3 separate regions of the Zea mays genome follow, and regions 1 and 3 are each linked to region 2. Evidence: chromatin contacts called from public Hi-C data. All regions are on one chromosome and are shown on one strand. Each heading gives the region's core, a stretch centred on a gene start, on an enhancer-like site or on the middle of the called end of the contact. The rest is flanking DNA. Distances are from core to core; before and after follow the strand shown. Region 1 holds the start of LOC103642551 (type II inositol polyphosphate 5-phosphatase 15). Region 2 holds the start of LOC100383276. Region 3 holds the start of LOC103642486 (pentatricopeptide repeat-containing protein DOT4, chloroplastic).

Region 1 (2,700 bases), core at 5-2,504, 340 kb after region 2:
ACGTGCGAGTTTGTCGGAGTCTCACGCCCCGTTCCTCGTCGACGGCGGCCACGGGACGTGACAAATACATAGAACAAATAATTGCATGAATAGATGAGACACAGAAATAAATGCAGTTTGTGATGTATTTGATAAAAAAAGTTATATATTGTACAAGGGGAAGGCAGATGCACTCATGCAAGCAATAGACAACAATGATGGATAATAGAAGATGGTGTTGTGTGCAAGCACGGTCGGCAAAAAAACAGAAGATGGTGTTAGATGGGTTAAAAATCAGAAGGCATAAGCTTACAAAAACGTTATTGACCTTGGGTAAAAAAACAACAAGAACCAAGATAACATTTCAACCTGGCTCATTCTTGAAACAGTAGAATTAAAGAATTGAAAGTTACCGGTATCCCAACAGCCCATGATTTAGCTACGGTGATAATCACGCTTCCGACGCCATTGCGCCCTTTGGCATCATCGCCAAATCCGCCAAGAAGATAGGCGCTCAGCAACCACCCTGTAGAAGACCCAAATCCATGAGCAAACCATCTATTCGCGCGTCAGATGAGCAACAACCCTAAAAAGGCTCTATTTCCGATTCCCTAACCAGCAATGAAGGGGTCGGCCGTCTTGAACGTCTCGGCGTCGAGGACGGGCAGGCCATGGCTGAACCTTCCAATCGCAGAGAACAGCAGAAGGCAGAACACGTCCCCGCTGGCCAGAGGACCCAGCTTCCTGCGAACGAACGCGGTCGAAGCAATGAGACCACGGGAATGGGAAGGGCGCGTGTGACAGGTCACAGGATAAGGTTCGTACGTGTAGGAGACGAGCTTGGACTCGGCGGTCGCATCCCCGTAGGAGACGAGCTTGGACTCGGCGGCGGCTGCGGCGACGCGGACGAGGACCGGGTCCTCGGTGGAGGAGGCGGAGGGGCCCTCACCCGCGGCGGCTGGGGTCGGCGCCAACGCCGGAGAGCGCTAGGCGGCGACGCAGGAGGCGAGGGTTGGCGAAGAGCGGGTAGGGTTTGGTGGTGGACGGCCCCAGCGGCTTCGACGGCAGCCGCCGCGCGGAGAGGGAGGTGGGGAGGGGGGCTGGGAGGGAGGGAGGGACGGCCCCGGCGGCTTCGACGACAGCCGCCGCGTGGAGAGGGAGGTGGGGAGGGGGGCTGGGAGGGAGGGAGGGATTTGCACCTGGATTCCGGAGACCAAGTCGAGGGAGGAGCACAAGCTAAATCGCGAAAAGACAGAGGATCTTTATGCAAAACTGCAACCGCGAAACGCGGGGAGAGCTCCAAACGGCTTCAGGTTTTAATAACTCTGATTACATTGGTTGTCACGGCAGAGCCAGCCGGCGGCCGCGGACCTTGATTTGCCTGGCCTGCCTCTGCCGTGGTCCCGGTCCACGAGGCATCCACCCATATAAACCCACACGCCACAGTCCACGCTCTCATGGTTGCCTTCCCTGCACGGCCCCTCCCCTGCCCCTTCCGCTCCCGCAACGGGTGTGCCTCCGTTCCGGCCCCGCCCGACCTTCTCTCACCTCTCCAGCGCTCGCCTCCCGATCCTCCTGCAGTCCCACCTCCTTCGCCGCCTTCTCATCGCTTCCAAAATCGCAAAGCCGGATCGCGGGGACATGGACCCGGACGACGAGTCCGCGGCGCAGCGGAAAGCCGCCGACTTGCACCTGCCGCGCGTCACGGAGCCTGCCTCCGCGCCCGCACGCACCTTCTGCGCCGCGCAGCGCGTGCTCAGCTACGGTGACGGCCCTGTCGCCTCCGCCTCGGCGCAGCGCTGCGCGTCGTTCCCGCAGCGCCACGGGCACGGGCACGGCCACGGCGAGGCGGCGCTCGCCCCTGCTGCGTCCTTCGCCGCCTGGGTCGACGGCGGCCCGACGCCGCCTTCGGCGGTGGCAGCGGCACTGGAGCGGGCCATGTCGCAGTACGACGGCGCGGGCGACGCGCTGCCGGAGTTCGTCGGCGCCGGCGGGGGCGAGGGCATCTTCCGCGTGCCGCTCCGCGCGGCGGTGCACCCGGCCCGCCCGCCGCCGCTCGAGGTGCGTCCCCACCCGCTGCGGGAGACGCAGGTGGGCGCCTTCCTGCGGACGCTGGTGTGCGACCCGCGGCGGCGGAAGCTGTGGGCCGGCGCCGAGTCCGGGGTCCGGGTGTGGTGCCTCGACGAGGTGTTCCGCGGGTGGTGGCCAGGCGCCGGGCCGCGGCGCCGCGGCGACGAGGAGGCCGCGCCCTTCAGGGACTCCGTGCCGGTCCCGCCCGCGCTCTGCGCCGCGGTCGACAGCGCCAACGGGCTGGTGTGGACGGGACACAGGGAGGGCAGGATCAGGGCGTGGCGCGTGGACCACGCCGCGCCCGCCGGAGGAGACCCCACCGGCAGCGCGGCCATGTTCAAGGAGGCCTTCGCGTGGCAGGCGTTCAGCCGCACGCCGGTGCTCGCCATCGTCGTCACGCCGTACGGTAACAATCGATCATCTCGTTATCTTGCGCTCTGCTGACTGGACTGCTTCTGGCAATGTCACTTTTTCGGTGCCAAGAAAGTGTGCTCGGTTTTGCTGGCTGATTTCACGTGACTGAAATGTGGTAGCTCAGCAATAAAGTTCTGGGACCTGAGTAGTCAGTATAGTTATTGACTCGTTGATGGCAAAAATTTCGAATCATAAATTAGAATATTATCATGCCGCCGTTAAATCTTAGCTATATAC
Region 2 (2,700 bases), core at 69-2,568:
TATTCTGTGCCTGCCTGGAGCTGTTTCCGGGAATTCTTCATTTCTTCCCCGTGACCGTGATCCTGATCCGTGGGAGCTGGCAAGCATGCTGGTCCAGCTCGTGGACGGAAACTGTTTGGAAAGCTCCAGCCCCTGGACCTGGACCTGGAGCGCTGAGCTGGACGGGTGGACCCCAGATCCGGTCCAGTCTGTCTGTATCTGCTCACCCAATCTGGACAACACGTGGAAACACACTGCTGAGTGCTGACTGCGATGTGCGATCGCATCGCATGCATGACCCAGCGACGGTCGCGGGGGCCTCAATCAACACGGCGAACACGAAACCCAGCGGATGACAGATGCGCCGGAACGGGCGTGCCGCGCCACGCTTCCTTGCTGGCCAGCGGCGGCGAGCAGCCGGCGGTGGTCGCTGTCGGCCACCCACCGCCGGAGCCGGAGCTCTCGCTCTCGTGCCCCGGCGTGCAAGTAAATCCGTGACCCGTGAGAAAGGGAGGCGGGCGAGTACTATGATTGGGCGGCAGGGCGCTGTACCCGTACTGAGGGAAGACGAGCAGGAGCATGTGTGCGGTGGTGTGTGACCGAAGAGCCCGGGTTTCCGGCGAAGTGAGTGGCACGCGACGTGGACCGGACCGGAGCGGGATCCTGGACGGATCGCAAGCTGGACCCAGTAATGACCGTAATACCGTATGCTGCTGCTGCTGCTGCTTCCTCTTCAGCATTCCTTTTGTCGCCTGACCGATCGTCTATACATCGTATTGATATGTCATAGTACGTGACTGTTGCCGGTGCATGCAACTCCTTTTTTCGTTCTTTCTTTTTGATATATCGCGGGAGATGAATCCTGCTACGTGCTACTTGGACATGACAGTAGTGCCATGTCTGTGGTTCGCATCGATCGAGTTGTATCCTCATGCTCCACTGCTCCAGTATCCCATTATCCTTTTGGGTCCCGTCTGTGAATGAATCCATCGAGCTGCGTCTCCATTTCAAACCTGTCAGCTAAACCCGCCGCGCCAAGCTTGACTCGAGTAATCCGCAGCGTCCGATTCCGATCGTTACTTCCCGCCGGACACGGATCACTGACCGGTGGGCCACCTCCACGTCTGGACGAGCTCCCACGGTCCTGGCCATGCGCGGGCCCATGTGGCAGCGTGATGCGCCGCAAGAAGCTTCCACGAAGCTTCATGGCCGCTACCGCCTCGAGAACAAGTCCCCATTCCCGACCGCAAAAGCGGGCCGAGCCGAGGAAGAAGAGAACAAAACGAAACCCGAAGCTTTTTCCCCCATTCTTCGCTGGATATACAGGAGGATTTTCAGAGTCAGGGAGGTGAGGGAGAGAGGGCGAGGCAACTGTGTGTGTGTGTGTGTGTGTGAGCAGGCCCGCCGAGAAGAACCTTCGCGACGCCGAGGTGAGCCGCGACTGGGTTCCCGCCGGCCCCACCTGGCGTCCCCAGCGATCTCGTGGTGACGTCTGTGTGGCGCGCAGGGGTCGGTCGCGCGCGGGCGCTCGTCGGTCGGTCGGTCGGTCGGTGTCGTCTCTCCTGCGAAGGTGCCCCTGGCTGCTGCTGCCGGGGTGGTCTGATCGGGCATGGCGCAGGGGAGTTCGCCGCCGCCGCCGGAGATCCGCTCGCCGGACGAGCGGGCCGCGGCGGAGGACCCCGCCGAGGCGGAGGCGGGGGAGGTGGTCTTCGACGACGCGTTCGACATACCCCATAAGAACGCTCCGCACGACCGGTTGCGCCGGTGGAGGGTACGCGATCGTCTCCCTCCTCTGACTGTCTCTGTTCCCTTCGGATTTGGATCTTCGGTTGGCCTGTCGTGCCCCGGGGATCTGGGTTGCGTCCTCCGTGTGGTTTACCTCGATTTGGAAATCATTAGTGCGTATGCCGTACTCTAACCGTTTGAGTGTTCTCGGAGAATAAAATAAGTATACAGCCATTGTCGGTATGATCGTGACTGGGGTGTGGAGTTCGGAGTGTGGTTGTGGAGGCGTCGTTTCCATTTTCGAGGCTCCAAGCGTTCTGCCGCACGGAGAGAAGGGGAATTGCGAATGTGTGACGAGCATTTCACTGAAGAGTTATACTCCAGTGAAATGTCCCGATGCTTTGATTCGGGGGTTCAGCAGCCTCTTTTCTCCTAATGACATGCGCACTGTGCTTGTTTTCTTTCTACATTCCTACAAATGCATTGTGGATCGTGGTCTGTTTGCGGACACAACACACAATGCCTGATCCTGCCACTTTGCGCAAATTCATGTAGCCACAGAGTTTTCCAAACATTGATGCTCTTATGCAGACGAGGATACTGTCTGTAGCTTGGCTGGATTATCCCGTTGACATGCTGGGGAGATTATTAAAAGAAGCAGGCATCAATTTTATGGCAATGAGATACTAGTTGTTTCACTTATTATTACTTATTAATAGTTCAAAGTTGCTTATGTGAGATTTTTTTCATGGTAAAGCTGAAGTTTGGCCTTTGGTATACAGAAGTTTGCTGTGTCTGTGTATAGTGGATGGACACAAGCTTCTACTGTTGAGTTCTGACAAATATGGTTATTCTCTTCATTTCAGCAAGCTGCTCTTGTTCTTAATGCTTCACGACGTTTTAGATATACTCTTGACCTTAAAAAGGAGGAAGAGAAAGAGATTATAAGGAGGAAGATCCGGTCCCATGCGCAAGTTATACGGGTACTGTGTCATC
Region 3 (2,700 bases), core at 71-2,570, 320 kb before region 2:
CCACTCGACAGAAGACAAGGATAGCCTTCCTTGTTGATCTTCAACGGCTCCTAGCTGCCTTGGGGCTATAAAAGGGACCCCTAGACGCACAGAGGAGTTACCCAAGCTTATAAGAAACATTCTAAGACTCCAAGACTCCAACTTCACGCATTCGATTCTTTGTGATAGTGACTTGAGCTCCATTTGAGTTGTGAACTCCGTGCGTTATGTTTTGAGCTCGAGTTGTGACTTGTGTGCGTGATTGTGCTGTGGATTTGAGTCTTGTGTGTGTTGCTCTCCCCTCCCTTACTTTTGTGCTTATTTTGTGATCATCATTGTAAGGGCGAGAGGCTCCAAATTGTGGAGATTCCTCGAAATGGGAGAAAGACTAAGAAAGGAAAAATTGTGGTATTCAAGTTGATCATCAGATCACTTGAAAGGGCTTGACTGCAACCCTCGTCCATTGGGACGCCACGTCGAAGTAGTCAAGTATTACTTGGCTGAACCACAGGATAAAAATCGCGTGTCTCTTGTGTGCTTTCTCTTTGATTATCTGTGTTCACAAGAACTCGCTTCAAGCTACTTAGCCGTTCTAATTTTCATAACTAAGTTTTGTGGCTATTAGTGTTGAATTTTACAGGATCACCTATTCACTCCCCTCTAGGTGCTCTCAGAAAGCGCCGGCGCCTGCCAGTCGGGCAAGCCAAGGCCGCCACTAGTAGGGCCCTCTTCTCTGTGCTTGCTCTGCTGGAGCGCGCCGCCGAATAGCACAACGCCAACGGCAGCCTCTCATCCGAGCCCCACAGGTACGCGTTGTAGTACCGTACCGGGTGACCATGCCCCACAGGCCACACGTCCGTGGTCGGATGCAGGGTGGAGCCATAGAGGTACAGCGACAGGGATAGAACACCGAGTCCTTTCGCGGGAACAGCCGGACCAACTCCCCTGCTGCGCCTGGTTGAAGACGTGTCCAGGCGCCGTGTACTTGTTCGACCGGATGATCGCCCATAAAAGGTACATCCAATCTACTTAGAAAGACATACCGTGTGACCGCATAGAAAGGAAATCGAAGGCTATCGCGTAGGATAGTTTGGCAAGGCCGGGATACCTGCCGACTTGATGGAGATTCGGTATAGATTGAATCTATAGCAACGTCAAGATAGAGCGTGCTGATAACGCGTTGAGAACTACGTTACCATGGATCACCATATCCTCTCCTTGTAATCGTTCAGAAAAATTGATCCATATCCTCGCCCTCGTGCCCGGTCCTTATTTGGGACACCGAGGGGAATATTTTTACCAAAAAAACAAATATTCACTACTTGATAATAATTACAACATATCTATTATTACAGACAACAATACAAAAGTAGATATAAATAACAACACAAAGCATAGCTGATAAGTCACAATTATTTTAACTTAGTAATAATTTCAAACGAATCACAAAATACGTAAATAAATAATCACTAGATTTTTTATCTGGTTTTTAACAAGACCTTGCGGACCATAGGGTACCTGCCCAGAACGGGTCTGATTCCCGTGCGGCCCGTCCCATGGAGAATTTTGCCATAATGGCATCCCTATGTGCTAGTGTGCAGCGATGGAGATGGCCTAGGCTGGCGTGGTGGGCCGGTGGCCCAGTTCTTGCCATCAACGCCGCCGCAATCTCATACTGCTCCTTCTCTAACTCCGGCGGCGGAGCCCATCGCGGTTGCCTCCACCACCAGTCCACGGCTGTCACCGCCGCACTCCTCCACACAGACACCTTCTAGAGTCTAGGTTCCCCAGGCCCCACTTGCCAGGGTCTATCTTATGATCTTATCCCCTCCTGTTATCTCTGCTTTCCCCCTTTCTCTCTTCCGAACCGTCCCATTCCCGCGCTCTCGGCTTCTCGCCCGCCTGCCCCTCCGCCTGTCAGCGCGCCGGTCGTCTCGCCTGCAGGAGAGTTCGAACTCTGCTCCTTCCAGCCACCGTAACCATGGCGACGCCTCCGCTCTACTCCGTTTCCACTCACCACCGCGCCCCACCACCATGGCCGCCTCCCAAGGCTGCCACTAGTCCGCGAATAACCTTTCGGTGTAGCGTGCTGGCGGCACCGGCTGGCCGAGTCCTGGAGGCGCCCACCGCTGCTCCAAGCTCATGGAGCACCAAGAATCCGCCAAGTCGGGCCCTGAGTTCCGACGTGAACCTGCGAATCCAGCGCCTCTGTCAGGCGGGTGACCTCGCGGGCGCTCTGAGGCTGCTGGGCTCTGACGGCGGCGTCGACGTGCGGAGCTACTGCATGGTCGTTCAGCTCTGCGGGGAGGAGCGGTCGTTGGAGGCTGCCAAGAGAGCGCATGCCTTAATTCGCGCGTCCAGTGCCGCTGCAACGGGTGGAAAAGGGAGCGTCCTTGGGAAGAGGTTAGTGCTGGCGTACCTGAAATGCGGCGACCTGGGCGAGGCAAGGACGGTGTTCGATGGAATGCCTCCTCAAGCTGCTGATGTCCGTGTCTGGACTTCGCTGATGAGCGCGTACGCCAAGGCGGGTGATTTCCAGGAAGCTGTCTCCCTGTTTAGGCAGATGCAGTGCTGCGGGGTCAGTCCGGATGCACATGCTGTTTCCTGTGTCCTCAAGTGCGTTTCCAGTTTGGGCAGCCTTACGGAAGGCGAGGTGATTCATGGATTACTTGAGAAGTTGGGTCTCGGTCAAGCATGCGCGGTTGCAAATGCTCTGATTGC

Evidence for each region. Hi-C and Micro-C count contacts between places; a contact is called where the count stands out from the background.
Region 1: a Hi-C map of leaf mesophyll shows a contact between it and region 2, with 2.2 times the contacts expected there. The contact joins the promoter of LOC103642551 here to the promoter of LOC100383276 in region 2. A contact is called at or near these places in 10 of 25 Hi-C or Micro-C datasets (bundle sheath, ear, endosperm and 4 more).
Region 3: a contact with region 2 is called in a Hi-C map of leaf, with 8 times the contacts expected there. The contact joins the promoter of LOC103642486 here to the promoter of LOC100383276 in region 2. A contact is called at or near these places in 3 of 25 Hi-C or Micro-C datasets (ear, leaf and tassel).

What each region holds. Positions count from the first base shown.
Region 1 is chr1:196,097,183-196,099,882 of Zm-B73-REFERENCE-NAM-5.0, forward strand. LOC103642551 (type II inositol polyphosphate 5-phosphatase 15) reads left to right here and starts at 1,255. Exons shown (of 11, transcript XM_035964208.1): 1 at 1,255-2,455. The coding sequence starts at 1,621. It also overlaps the pseudogene LOC118473123.
Region 2 is chr1:195,752,378-195,755,077 of Zm-B73-REFERENCE-NAM-5.0, forward strand. It overlaps LOC100383276, which reads left to right and starts at 1,319. Exons shown (of 34, transcript NM_001367907.1): 1 at 1,319-1,750; 2 at 2,571-2,687. The coding sequence starts at 1,589.
Region 3 is chr1:195,436,499-195,439,198 of Zm-B73-REFERENCE-NAM-5.0, forward strand. LOC103642486 (pentatricopeptide repeat-containing protein DOT4, chloroplastic) reads left to right here and starts at 1,321. Exons shown (of 1, transcript XM_008665751.3): 1 at 1,321-2,700. The coding sequence starts at 1,961.